Regions from separate parts of the Drosophila melanogaster genome. Here region 1 is linked to region 2. A link is a contact called in public Hi-C data. All regions are on one chromosome and are shown on one strand. The core of a region is the stretch at or near the end of the contact, and the rest is flanking DNA. Distances in the headings are between cores, read along the strand shown. Region 1 holds the start of Mnt (Mnt,). Region 2 holds the start of CG12535.

The links. Hi-C and Micro-C count contacts between places; a contact is called where the count stands out from the background.
Region 1: a Hi-C map of the Kc167 cell line shows a contact between it and region 2, with 3 times the contacts expected there. The contact joins the promoter of Mnt here to the promoter of CG12535 in region 2. A contact is called at or near these places in 2 of 107 Hi-C or Micro-C datasets (the Kc167 cell line and the ML-DmBG3-c2 cell line) and 2 of 6 datasets of contacts at active chromatin or transcription factors (both in the Kc167 cell line).

What each region holds. Positions count from the first base shown.
Region 1 is chrX:3,668,057-3,674,721 of dm6, reverse strand. Mnt (Mnt,) reads right to left here and starts at 2,921. Exons shown (of 9, transcript NM_001169180.1): 1 at 2,683-2,921. Parg (Poly(ADP-ribose) glycohydrolase) reads left to right here and starts at 3,220. Exons shown (of 2, transcript NM_057973.4): 1 at 3,220-4,067; 2 at 4,135-5,885. The coding sequence starts at 3,355. The coding sequence ends at 5,593. Ilp7 (Insulin-like peptide 7) reads right to left here. Exons shown (of 3, transcript NM_130714.2): 1 at 6,542-6,665; 2 at 6,310-6,482; 3 at 5,877-6,187. The coding sequence ends at 6,018.
Region 2 is chrX:3,445,703-3,452,842 of dm6, reverse strand. CG12535 reads left to right here and starts at 3,900. Exons shown (of 4, transcript NM_001297909.1): 1 at 3,900-3,948. It overlaps lncRNA:CR44999 (long non-coding RNA:CR44999), which reads right to left. Exons shown (of 4, transcript NR_123782.1): 3 at 1,778-1,833.

The sequences.
Region 1 (6,665 bases), core at 1,672-4,171, 220 kb before region 2:
ACATACATACATACATATGCACTATTTTTATTTGTTGTGAATTTTTGTTTCGTTTGCTTGTTTGGTTTCTTATTTTGAAAACCAGCAAAATACTACGTAAAAACGATTTCACTTTTTGTTTAAATGGGGGCGTGAACATTGCCAAAAGTTAAAAAATATGAATATCTACATACTTACATATGTATGTATATGTGCATATACATATAGGGGCCTTTTGCATTAATAATAGCGGTAAATAGATAAATTATTTATGAGTGCTGATGATGCAAAACATAAATAGATAATCTGCATTTAATGTTGAACATAATATGTATACATACTTGCTATTAATACATAATTTCAGATACCAAAAATCAAAGGCGTCTTATTCGTTTAAGAATTCTTCCCATTAACAAGCGAATTCGCAAACTCTATTTGTTTTTTTGTTGAAAAGAAAATTTGCTCTTCTTTGTGATATTTGTTGTATATTTTTTCTTCCCCATTTCGCATTGCAGGCGTCTCAGTTTCGCTTTTTCCGTCTTATACTCGCAGAACTCTCAAGGTCATCAGCGCATGCGAATTTTATTTTTTTGCACTCTGTTGTTGTTCTTATTTTGTTTGTTTGAGAGTGTGCGAATATTTACTGGCAAAAAAAAAAGAAATAAATTGTGGGTTTGCTGGGTACGCGAAGGGATCCCGGTGGCTGGGCGATAAAGTTGAGCGACCCTCCTTAGCAACACGTGTGGCCAGCCCTCTCTTTCTAGTCAACTATTTACGTTTCTCTCTCTCTCTCTGCATGCTTGCACTTGTGTGAACAGCACTGCATTGCACAATTGCAATAAAAACTTAAAAACAGTTGTAGGATTTTTTGACAATTATTTCTGGCTTTATAAGTTAGCTAGGAGTGCTTGGATGCAGTGGAGGATAGATACATATATACATTCATATATAGTTGCACATAGCCAGTGCAGCCTGTAACTGCAAGGTTTTCTCCACTCTATCTTCCTCCTCTCGTTCATCATTTTGCACTTTGTTTTGCCAACGTGAGCCAAGTCGCGTTGACAAAACCCAAGAAAAAAGTCGAAACACAAACAAGCAAACGCAATTGTATTTATCATTTCAGTTTTGTTTTTTATTGCATACAACTGAAGCCTCCCCCAATCAAAAGCAAGTCAATGCGAATAAATATACTTATAGATTAAGGCGTTTAACAAAATAAATAACTTCTAGATCCATTTGCAGATGTTTTTATTCGATCTTTTAAGCCCAAACATTTCAAACAATTCGGGATCACATGATATAATTCGACTTTCGCACATAAATATGTGTACAGTGATCACTCGTAAAAAGAACTCATTGATGTTATTCTATACATACATATATTATTATATTTTATGCTTATTCCATACTTTATTCTTCATACAATACAATCTGCCTACCATATAATTTATGGTAACATTGCTTTAATTATGTGTGAAGTGCATCAGAATTCGGATACAAAAATGAATTATTTCTTTAAAATCTGTATATTAATTAATAAAGAACAGAAATTTCCACAAATATGTAAATTGAATTTTCAAATTGGTTTGGTTCCCTCGTTTTGTTTAATTTCTGAAACTGACTCATGGAAGTGCAGTCTTCTGCTTCTTTCAGCTGTTGATTAGTATAAGTTCATGCTTTTGAGGTGACCTTGAAAAGTTTACTAACATCGCGTTTTCGTCGCTCGCTTTTTCCAAGCGATTATTCGGCTCTATGCATTTTTGTTGTTGCTTGTTTTTTTTGCCAACCCCCGAAACGCCACCCCCGATTATTCCTAGTATTTTCGCTGACGCAAATGAGAAAAGAGAAAGCTCTACATGTACAGTGCAGACTCCCATTGCGTTAAAGTTCATCAACGAAATCTAAATGCTCGGGATTTACACCTTTTTCTGAAAATTTATTTAGTAAAATAAATTTCACTTAATATCTGGTCTCTTTCTCTCTCTATCTCTTTATGTGAAAATCGATCGTTTAACTTATTGAGAGTTGACAGTACTTTTTTCGAGTATTTCTAGGTTATGGTCAAGGCGAAATCTAAGCAAATTTGAAGGCTACGCTCAGGTACGAAGAGCGATGAAGAGAAACGCCTCTTCTTTGTAGAATTCTACTGATAATTCGATTTTTGTTTTTGTGTTTTTTTTTTTTGCTTCTCCTTGCAAAGCTTTTTCGTTTGTTTACGCAAAAAGGAGAGAAAGAGATGGTGCAAACAAATTTCGCGGAGAGATAAAGGTGTGTTGAACTTTAGCAAAAGTACATTTCATAAATTATATTTATTTTGGTTTTTAGCTAGCTGTGAATTTGCTTTTGCGTTTTCCTCAGATGCAAGTGTGTGTGCAAATTATGTATGACCTTTTTTGTATTGTTTTTGCGACGCTTTCAAAACAAACAACTGCGCTCTCTCTCTCTCCCTCTCTCGCTCTCTTGTGTCCATTCTCAGAGTCTTTGCACGTGTATGCAGCGGTTTCTCTTCCTCTTTTCAACACGTAAGCTTGAGCAAAATACCACAATCACATAAATATATACATAGGTGCGAGTGACAGTGCCACATTAAGGGTTAAAAACTGAAAAAATTTGATTTGACCACTGACGTCAACGAAATAACATTTTCTTGCCAAACGTGATTATAAAAACATAAAACAGCAATTACTTTCCGCCGCTTCTTACCTTTTTGAGTATTAAATACATTTATAAAAGTTTCGCAGACGCCTTTAACTTGATTTTCCTTGGTAATATGCACTATTATTTTTACCGCACGAAGGACAGGAAAAAATCCTTTCACTTAACGTAAAACTTGGCGCTCGTTATGATAGTTTTACACTTTAAAAAAAAATTAGAGAAAATAGTTGACAAATTGCTGGAAGATTTGTTTTTTTTTTCTTTTTGTTTGTTGTTGTTCCTTCGGCGGTTATATTTGCAATTCGCATTGCAACGGACACAGTGTTGGTATTTCTCGTGCTGGTATTTAAATACTAGCGACAATGAGAGGTAAAATACCACATGTAATGGTCACACTTTCGCCCGCCGAATTCAAGGCAATGCAATTTTGAATTTGTTATTGATTCATTCTCAAACGAATACCAACATATATTTGAATATATTTCGATATATAAACGCTTCAATTCACTACGCTTCAATCGAAGTGTGTGGTATTTATAAAGTGCGATATTCATCACAGCTATCGCTCATCCCCAAAACACCGGTATGCAAGAATTCAGGTCACACTTGATTTTTCCGATATTCCAAAAGGTTTACCAATCTACGGCAAATCGCCGCAGAGCAAGTGCATCCGTGCTGACCAATCGACTCGGCAAGGCTTTGTGCTTAAACTGCGCCAGGATGTCGAAGTCGCCGGATGGCGGGATTTCCGAAATAGAAACGGAGGAGGAGCCGGAAAATCTGGCGAACTCCCTAGATGATTCGTGGCGTGGAGTTTCCATGGAGGCTATACATCGTAATCGGCAGCCTTTCGAATTGGAGAATTTGCCACCAGTGACTGCCGGCAATCTCCACCGGGTTATGTACCAGCTGCCAATTCGTGAAACACCGCCACGCCCCTACAAATCACCGGGAAAGTGGGACTCCGAGCATGTGCGTCTGCCCTGTGCGCCCGAGTCGAAATATCCGAGGGAGAATCCGGATGGCAGCACCACCATCGATTTTCGCTGGGAAATGATCGAACGAGCCCTTCTGCAGCCCATAAAGACGTGTGAGGAACTGCAGGCGGCGATAATATCATATAATACCACCTATAGGGATCAGTGGCACTTTCGTGCCCTTCATCAACTTCTCGACGAGGAACTGGACGAGAGCGAAACACGGGTTTTCTTCGAGGATCTATTGCCGCGCATTATCCGATTGGCATTGCGGCTACCGGACTTGATTCAATCGCCAGTTCCGCTGCTCAAGCACCACAAGAACGCCTCATTGAGCCTGAGCCAACAGCAGATCTCCTGCCTGTTGGCCAATGCCTTCCTGTGCACCTTTCCCCGGAGAAACACCCTCAAGAGGAAGTCCGAGTACAGCACTTTTCCAGACATCAACTTTAACAGGTGAGCGTCCACCAGATTCGTATATCTTCAGTCGAAGTATGTTAAATATATTCGATTCCATCAAAAGGCTTTACCAATCGACGGGACCGGCAGTTCTGGAGAAGCTTAAATGCATTATGCACTATTTTCGTCGCGTGTGTCCCACAGAGCGGGATGCCAGCAATGTGCCCACCGGTGTGGTAACCTTTGTTCGTCGGAGCGGATTGCCGGAACATCTGATCGACTGGAGCCAAAGTGCGGCGCCGTTGGGTGATGTGCCATTGCACGTGGATGCCGAGGGAACAATCGAGGATGAGGGCATTGGACTGCTGCAAGTAGACTTTGCCAACAAATATTTGGGTGGCGGTGTCTTGGGACATGGCTGCGTTCAGGAGGAGATACGCTTTGTTATCTGTCCGGAGCTATTGGTGGGTAAACTCTTTACGGAGTGTCTGCGACCATTCGAGGCCCTGGTGATGTTGGGCGCCGAAAGGTATAGTAACTATACGGGATATGCCGGAAGCTTCGAGTGGTCCGGCAACTTTGAGGATTCAACGCCAAGAGATAGCTCAGGTCGTCGACAAACGGCCATTGTGGCAATCGATGCCCTACATTTTGCCCAGTCACATCATCAATATCGCGAGGATCTCATGGAAAGGGAGCTGAACAAGGCGTACATTGGATTTGTTCACTGGATGGTGACGCCGCCACCGGGTGTGGCAACTGGTAACTGGGGTTGCGGCGCATTCGGCGGTGACTCCTATCTGAAAGCCCTGCTGCAACTTATGGTCTGCGCCCAGTTGGGCAGACCTTTGGCCTACTATACCTTTGGAAATGTGGAGTTTAGGGATGATTTTCATGAAATGTGGCTGTTGTTTCGAAATGACGGGACTACGGTGCAGCAGCTTTGGAGTATTTTAAGGTCGTACAGTAGGCTTATTAAGGAGAAGAGCTCCAAGGAGCCGCGTGAGAATAAGGCATCCAAAAAGAAGCTATATGATTTTATTAAAGAGGAACTTAAGAAGGTCAGAGATGTGCCCGGAGAGGGAGCATCCGCCGAAGCTGGAAGCTCTAGAGTAGCTGGATTAGGCGAAGGAAAATCAGAAACATCAGCGAAATCCTCGCCAGAACTCAACAAGCAACCCGCCCGACCGCAAATCACCATAACGCAACAAAGTACCGATCTATTGCCCGCGCAATTATCGCAAGATAACTCAAATTCTTCGGAAGATCAGGCCCTTCTTATGCTGTCGGACGATGAGGAGGCCAATGCCATGATGGAGGCCGCTAGTCTGGAGGCTAAAAGCAGCGTAGAAATAAGCAACAGCAGCACAACGTCCAAAACGAGCAGTACAGCCACGAAATCAATGGGTTCAGGTGGCCGCCAGTTGAGCCTGCTCGAGATGCTGGACACCCATTATGAAAAGGGTTCGGCCTCGAAGAGGCCACGAAAATCACCCAACTGCAGCAAGGCTGAGGGTTCAGCAAAGAGTCGTAAGGAGATCGATGTGACCGACAAGGACGAAAAGGACGATATTGTTGACTAGGTGATATTGCACTACAGGATTGTTACTGCCCCCAAAATTGAAGAGGTATAAAATGTATTGTAGATAACTTTAAGGACATATTTAGGGCATTTTAAAGTAGGATCATTGTAAGTCGAATAAAGTGAAATTTTTTTTTTTTTTTTAATTATACTATTCTAATCTGCAAAGACAATTTTACTGTTAAATTTGTATAACATTGATTGATTAATATAATTTGTTATATCATGCAAATCTAGCTTTTATTATGCGAAATTTGTAGTTAAAGCCAGTAAAGTTTCTTTTTATTTAACCGAAACCTTTTGTTTATTTTATTTGACCACAACAAGAACATCAACAACAACAACCACGAAAAAAAAAGCGAATATATATTTGTTTGTTCGTATATATATATATATATCTAAGCAGATCCAACGTCGATGGCCAATCAGTAGTGATTGCGTCGCTTGTTGGATGGACAATACTCGGCGTATTCCTCCCAGGTGCAGCCCGCCTTGGTGCAGCATTCGTTCGATATCGATGGAGTGTTTCCATCCGATCGACGACTTCGCAGAAACATGTTGGCATAGTTCACGTGCAGCCAGGTGGAGCCATCAGCTGGAAAGACAGCAGGTGGTATCATATCGATATCAATGGATCTATAGCATAGATGTACATGTGTACATCGCTTGAAATTCCAATCGTCTTTGGTTGGAATGGATTTCGATTCAACAACTTACGTTCCGTGGTTGTCTTCTTGATCCAAGCCTCATCATTGCCCGTCCTCTTTTTGTTGCGCCGTGTCAGTCGGTAAATGTCCTTCTCGCAGGCCCAATATAGCTGGCGGACCAGCTTGTCACGGCAGCGGGAGTGCGTCTCCTGGTGCCACACGTTCTCCCAGTCCGATTGGGAACTAAAAGATGGAGACATAGACATCGGAACGGTTCGATGTCAATGGAGTTGACAACTCACCGCTCGCGGAAAAGCATCTCGAGACCCTCCTCGGTGTGCTGCAGTGCCTCCGGCGTGGGTATCAGCGGCAGGACGAACAGGAGTACAGCTCCGCAAAGTGTCCAGCTGCCCGAGTTTTGTATTA
Region 2 (7,140 bases), core at 2,651-5,150:
AACATGACAATTCACAAAAAGATAATTGCTAAATTACCCCGCCAACAACAATGGCATGAACAACGACAAAAAAAAAATAGCACAGAAATAGCACAACAAATGCAATGATAAATGATTTCAATAATTGACCAAAAAGGTAAACACAGAAAATTTGTTTGAGAAATTAGTTAGTCGCATGCAATTGCATTGATCGGAAAATCAGCGAGCGTATCATTCGATGCACATGTGTGGGCCACAAAAGGGTTAAGCTGGCTAGCAAATTTCAGCATTTTTCCAATTTGTTTGCTCTCTTTGGCGCCATCATCAGTTTTCATTCATAAAGTCGAGTCGCACTCGGTGTGCGAAAGAGATAGCAGGAGGCGTGCGCTGCTAGTTTAACGCATCGCTGAATTCGAGTTTGTGGCCAAAGTCTTTCGTTTTCGTTCCCATTACTGACCTCGTGCTGCATTTTCAGCTTTTCATCGGAAAATTCAATTGTCAACCGCATGCAAAACAGAAACAGAGAGAGAGAGAGAGAGAGAGAGATACAGAGAGAGAGAGAGAGAGAGACAGAAAACTGGCCATGCAACCCGGCTTCAGTTTTTTTTTTACATTTTCAGTCTCGTACTCTCATACCCTCGCAAAAATCATATAAAAGTGGGCCAAAAGCCCACATATATTTGTATGATTTAATTTTTTCTGGCATAAATTAAATTCTTTTCAATGCAAAGAATTCTTTTCGAACTGAACTTTCCAAAGAAATGACACACAATGGTAACATTTTTGGTGAGCTGATTCAAGGGTATGCAGAAATGACTATTTTTATTACGCTCACTTGGCGCATTGCTCGTGACGTAATTGGCAACTTCGGGTATCATCCGCATGCAATATGCCAAGGCGAGATTTGCACTTGTGTAAATATGTATGCGCTTGTGGAAAAATCATCTACGCTTAAAGAATTCTTCGCTTGATTCGCTTAACCCATATTTTAATCAGGATTGGCGATCACATGGCCACATACCACATCGTATCGGTCGCATAAATAACATTTCGAGCGCGTTCAAATGCGATTATTCATTGGTTGCATTTTGGAATGCCACCGATATGCTAATTCAGTTTAAATGTGTAGAAAAGGGTTTTAATGCCAGCAATTTTGGGATTGCGATTCAAGTGAATGTGTCAGTCTCTTGTCATTTGTTTTTTTTTTTTTATTTTATCGAATTTCCATGATATCTTTTATTTTTTTGCATTTTCATTTCATTTAGTACCTAAACATGTTGCAATAAATAAAATTGTTGCAGCAACAATGTTTCTAAACAAGCAAGAACATAACCCACTCAAACAACAAAGCAAAAGTGCTCAAAGAGAAGCGCTCAAGAGGGCAAAGAGAGCGAGAATAAAAAGAGAGTAAATTTCGTATTTTCTCATTTCAAAGTGTAAACGAAGTTTTTCTCTCTTTTCTCTTCGCCAAATTTGCCACAGAGAAATGGAATTAAATATGAGAAAAAGCTCAGCCGGCAAAAGAAGCTTTGCAATTTCACAATTGCGATTTTCGTAATGACGCCAAGAAACGAAATTGAAATTTCATTCTCTCAACTACGTATGTACATACACATATTTACATAAATTCACTCACATTTCGAGACCGCGTGGCATTCTTTCACAGATTAAGGATTCATTCTGTTCATTGTTTTTTTCTTTTTTTTCTGTGGAATCTTACAATGTTTCTCAGTTTTAAGACCGTATTTACACGAAAATATATGCATGCATAAAACTAAACGTTTTAAATGGTACTTACCCAATCACTCACATCATTCATTCATCATTGCGATGTTCATACAAATCCACTAGCTCCTGCAAATAAAAATATAGTTATTTTTGAAATTAGAGAGTTGTTTAACATGTGAAAATGGCCAGCATTTATGGAGCCATTAAGGCAGCAAACGAGAAAGTTCTCCATGGTTTAGGTTATTAGATATTAAGTATTTTCCGTTTCTGTTGGCCCGGTCGTGAACGTGAAATGGGCCCATGGAAATACTCACAAAAAAAAAACAGAAAACAGAAAAACAGAAAAAAAAACGAAACAAATAAAAGTTGGGGTAGGGATGGACGAGAGTCCCAGACAAATTTTATTGCGGCGGCGGCCTAAAATTCGGTATGGGGCGAGGGCGAAGATGGAGCCAGCCGGAGATCCATTGATTTTTTGTTCCGCGATTGCCACGCCCATTTGGCTGTGCGAATATTTATGTTACAGCCGGCTAAAGATGCAGATACAGATATAGATACGGGTACGGATCGGTGCGATGTCGTAAAACTTGTCCAAATTTATAATTTGACATTTATGCATTCTTTATGATTATTTATTACGTTAATTTTTGATTAAAAGTGGCGTCGACAACAAACCCTAGCTCGTCTGACGCCCAAATCGCCTCCCCATTTTCCCCATCCTCTTGATTCATTTGCGACATTTGTGGCATCGCATTCTGACTCAATTAGATGAACTCGGTCGGCATGGAAGGATGAAGTTCGTGATCTTGGAATTGATTGAAGGGGTGCTTCCACGTACATATGTAAATACATACCATACATTTGTACATACATATGTACATTCTGTGGCAGTACTAAGATCGGACTAAGTGTTAGTACTCCGTATTAGGGTAGCATTCGAAAGGCAACAAATTGCATGCGAAATGCGAACAATTATTCATACTTTGTATTTCCGAGAGCGATTAATATGAATTTCGCATTCGCATTGGACTTAGAGACAAGGCAAATGGCATTAAGTGCAAATTTAGCCGGTAGGGGCGGTCATAATCAGTAGCATACATAAATTACACAGACAAATGCACACCAGACATACATATGTATGTACATACATACATATGTGCATACATATACTTCAGCCATAGCTACTATAGCTACTCATACTATATAGAAGTCTATTATCGTGCATTCGAATTTCAGATTTCTCCCCATGCTTTTCGCTGATTTAATTATTTTCATTTCAAATTTCGCACACACTGCTTTTGGTTTATTTTTTGTGTTTTTGTGTCGTTTTTTTTTTGTTTTTTGTTTTTTTTTTTTTGCTCGCTTTATTGCCCGTCCAACATCCGTCCCCGAACTTTGTCAACTGCAGTTAAAATTTATTTCATTTAATATTTCGCGGCGCACGAAGGCTCCATCTAAATACATTGTTCATACATATGTATGCATGTATGTATGTATGTAAAAAGCTCTCTAAAAAATTAAATGCCTGGCGCGTCTTTTTACATGCTGTGCAACATGCGAAAATAAGTCGTAAAGTCATTCTTAAATAAAAATGCCAATATAGGCAAATGTTTGCACGCTTTTTAGTCGTCGTTCGTTGTACATTGTACATACATACGTACATCATTTGCACACTCGACAATTGTGCCCTTGGCCCACCAGCAGTCGAGCCAAAGATTATGATGCTATGGTTAATGGTTAATGGTTAATGGTTAATGGGATTATGTCTGGGGTTCATCAGTTCCGGGATCGAAAAGTGGGATATGACAATAGCTTTAGCTGCAACCGAACATTGAGCATTCTAAAGCCGCCGGATTCGGGAATAATATGTATGTATGTATGGGACTAGGGTACGATAGTTCGTAGATAAGATAACAAATCTAGCGAGAAAGTTGCATAACCTGGATGGTATCTAGTGGAGTCATAATAGAATTATACAATGTTTATACTACTAATATAAGAGTCTATTTTTGGTAGCTCGATTGAGTCCTGGTATTATCTTGAGTACACACACACACACACACGCACACACACACATTTGATACATTCCAAAGGCAGTATACTGAAACTGAAACTGAAACCTGATAACAAGTTCGTGATCTCACGCTCGGAAGCAGTGTGTCCAAAAATAAATGATTTTCATATCTGCAATTACCAATTTCCCATAACTCGTGCCCAAAAAAACTATATAAATGTACATATGTATGTATGTGTTATCAATAATGCAATAGTTCGTGGAATTTACACTCAAATTGTCCCGATTGTTAATTGTTATTATTATTATTTTCGTATTCGCCGTTCGATAAATGATCGGGACACCCAGACATTTGATCACACATTATTTTGATGGACTTGGTCCAGGCGCAGCAGTGTGTACTATTATTATTATTATTATTATTATTATTATTATTATTATGTCTCGTCTGCGTCTTTGTTTATATTCAGTTGTTGTTGGTTTTGCCCAATCGCGCAGCTATTTTCTATTTGCACCGTAATTTTATTTCGCCTTCTACTTTGCCCTGCACTTTGTCACCTTCTATCAGTCGTTTTTTGTTTTGTTTTTTTGTTTTTTCCCGGTTCCTATTTGTTGTTTTCCTTGTGCATTTGGCAAATTAGCTACGCTGCAAGCACCACACCACCCCCCCCCCCACACCGTTTTTCCTTCAGTGTAAAATGTCAACACAAGAGGTGCAGTTATCGTAAATTTCTGTTTGTTTTTCTCGCCACCCATTGATTTTCATTTGCACAATGGGCATTTTGGTTTGTGGTGCAAAACTCGTTCAGTTTTAGAGCAATTATTTTTTGATATCGATAATGGTTTTTAAATTTGCTGTTCATTCTTAACAACGAGATGTAATAAATTCATTTTCCTAATCAATTTCCAGACATTTTTTCCGTCGCAATTGCCACTTTTATACGGCAAACGTGTATGTACATATATGTATATATGGTACATACACATAAACAAAATAACGCTAGGGTATCTCCTTACTGGCCGCTCATTACTTGCACTTTTCCCTTTGTTTTAGTCGCTTCATCAGCATTTCAAATGTGGGAAACGCTGCTGCTCAGTGGGCGTGGCAATGGAGGGGCGCCAAGCGAAAAATAAGCAAAAAAAAAACAAGATGGCTCAAATGTGAATCAAAGTGATAAAACTCGAAAATTTCTACAAATTGCAGTTCAGCTCAGAAAAGAAAACTAGACAAACGAACGTATGTACATATGTAGATACTGAAATTTATTTTATTTAAGTCACTAATTCGATTTGTTTTCTTGCAGTGCAGTTGATAAGACTGCAGTGAGAGGACATCTGTTAATTAGCCATGCACGTGGCTTTCATTTTTACGAAGCTTTGGCTTGGCGCCATTTTCTCTCATTTGGTGAGCACGCCCACTCCACTCCCCACTCCCCCCCACCCACCGCCCATCGTTATAATACAGTTTACAGTTACGCCGATAAGCTGCGAGTTGCCGCCAGTCAAGTAGTTTCACCCAATAATCGCATTTTCCATTGCACTTGCACGAGCAACTTTGGCCGTTTTGCTTACTACAATATATGCAAATGCATATAATGAATAAATGCATACATAAATCGCATTTAAATTTAGCCTTGCACCGAAAAAAAAATTACTTGAAATTTATTAATATTACAAGGCAAATTTCTCACTATTGGAAAGAATCATAATATATTGTATATTTTCTAAGTTAATTATATAGTTTCTTAGTTATCTATTTCTATGCGCATATTTCACTTTATTAATAGGTGACTATAATTTTTGTTACGAACTTATGTCCTTTGCAGGTTCTTCAAAGCATTCCTGTTTTCCTGTTTCCCCTTAATGTGTCCCATTTGATGTGTTCCAAGAACACAGAAGAAAACCCACAGGTGTTCTTCTCTGTTGCCTTAAAGTTGCCTATTTTTTTTTTCATTCTTTCGTACTTTTTTGAAAAAAAAAAAACAAAAAAAAGAAAAAACAATTTGGCAAACAGCATTTGACTTACTTACTTACTGCTGATGCTTTCCGCTGCTGTTTGCTGTAACTCCTTTATCTTTGGGCTAGCTACAAATACAAATACAACCAAAGTCAAGTTCATAATTTCAATTTTCAAGGTTTTCGGTAAACATTTTGCAACAAAAGAGGGGCAAAACAAAGCGGAACAGCAGAAAACAAAGTAAACATTGCCTAGTAAAATAGCGCAAAAAGAGTGCAAAAAAAAAAGAAGAAAAAATGTGCAAAAAAGAAAGAGTAATGTGGGATCGTAAATGGTGAGGGAAATTCGGGTATGTGTTTGTATTTTATTTGACTTGTTTTTTTTTTTTTTTTGTTGATTTTTTTCTTTTGCCGGCTCCCCGTTCTCCACTCATTTGTTTTGCTTTGGTCTTTTGTTTACGAGTATTTTATGGCGTGCCAATATTAATTGCACTGCCACAGTTGGTCCTCGATATCGACGATTAAAACATGTACCTTAGCCGCCCAATTTACATATGTATGTATGAATGTATGTACATATGTGCATATATCCAGTTAAACAGAATATTACTTAACCCATATCAACGTGAGCGATCGTTTCGGCAGTTGTAGTTGGCGGTGATTTACCCGCGAAAGGGTTTCGTGGAAACTACTTTCCCAGATAATGAAAACTGGCGCCTGTCTTGCCGGCATTTTGCGATAATTCCCCCTCGACAAGTTGAGAGGTGTGAATACGAGTATGTGGTGTAGTATCTAGTATCTAATACGGGCCGAGGCGGAAGGGTATACCAGTTTACTCACTGCATTCCGGGGGAAAAAAAAAAATAAGCAACTCACACAATTAGCTAGCAGTTCCCCTCGCAAAGCTCTTTGAACCCGGCGATTTGATATGCATAAGTTGTATTTGATCGCCACAAAGATAGGTTTAGCTATGATTTTTTTTTATTTAGAGGGACTTTAGACGAATCGAGAATCCCCCCACAAAAAGCTGCCAAGTCACTGGCATTGCATTTGTCTAATAAATGAATGAAATAAACTGAACTGAATGAATTATGGTTAAATATTTACATTCACATGTTGCCCTTTGGGCGACACACTGCTGATGTTTGTGTGTGTGTGCAAAGTTGTTCATAACAGCGATTGCTACTGTTATGAAATTCTGACTCAATAACTGGATTCTAGGAAGTCACAAAGTAACCAATATAGCGAGCCATTATGAGGCTCAATAATTGCATAATCATGTGGAACAACTTGATTCATATTGGAATTTAAGGCGAATAAAAATGTTTGATGAGTACCAACAATTGTAATCAGCAAGGTTGTGTTGGCTGTAATCTGTGAAATGGGTTCATTTCAATGGGAACTCTCACCTCTGAAAACTATGATCATATAGAAACTATCATCATTTTACACAACAGATGCGC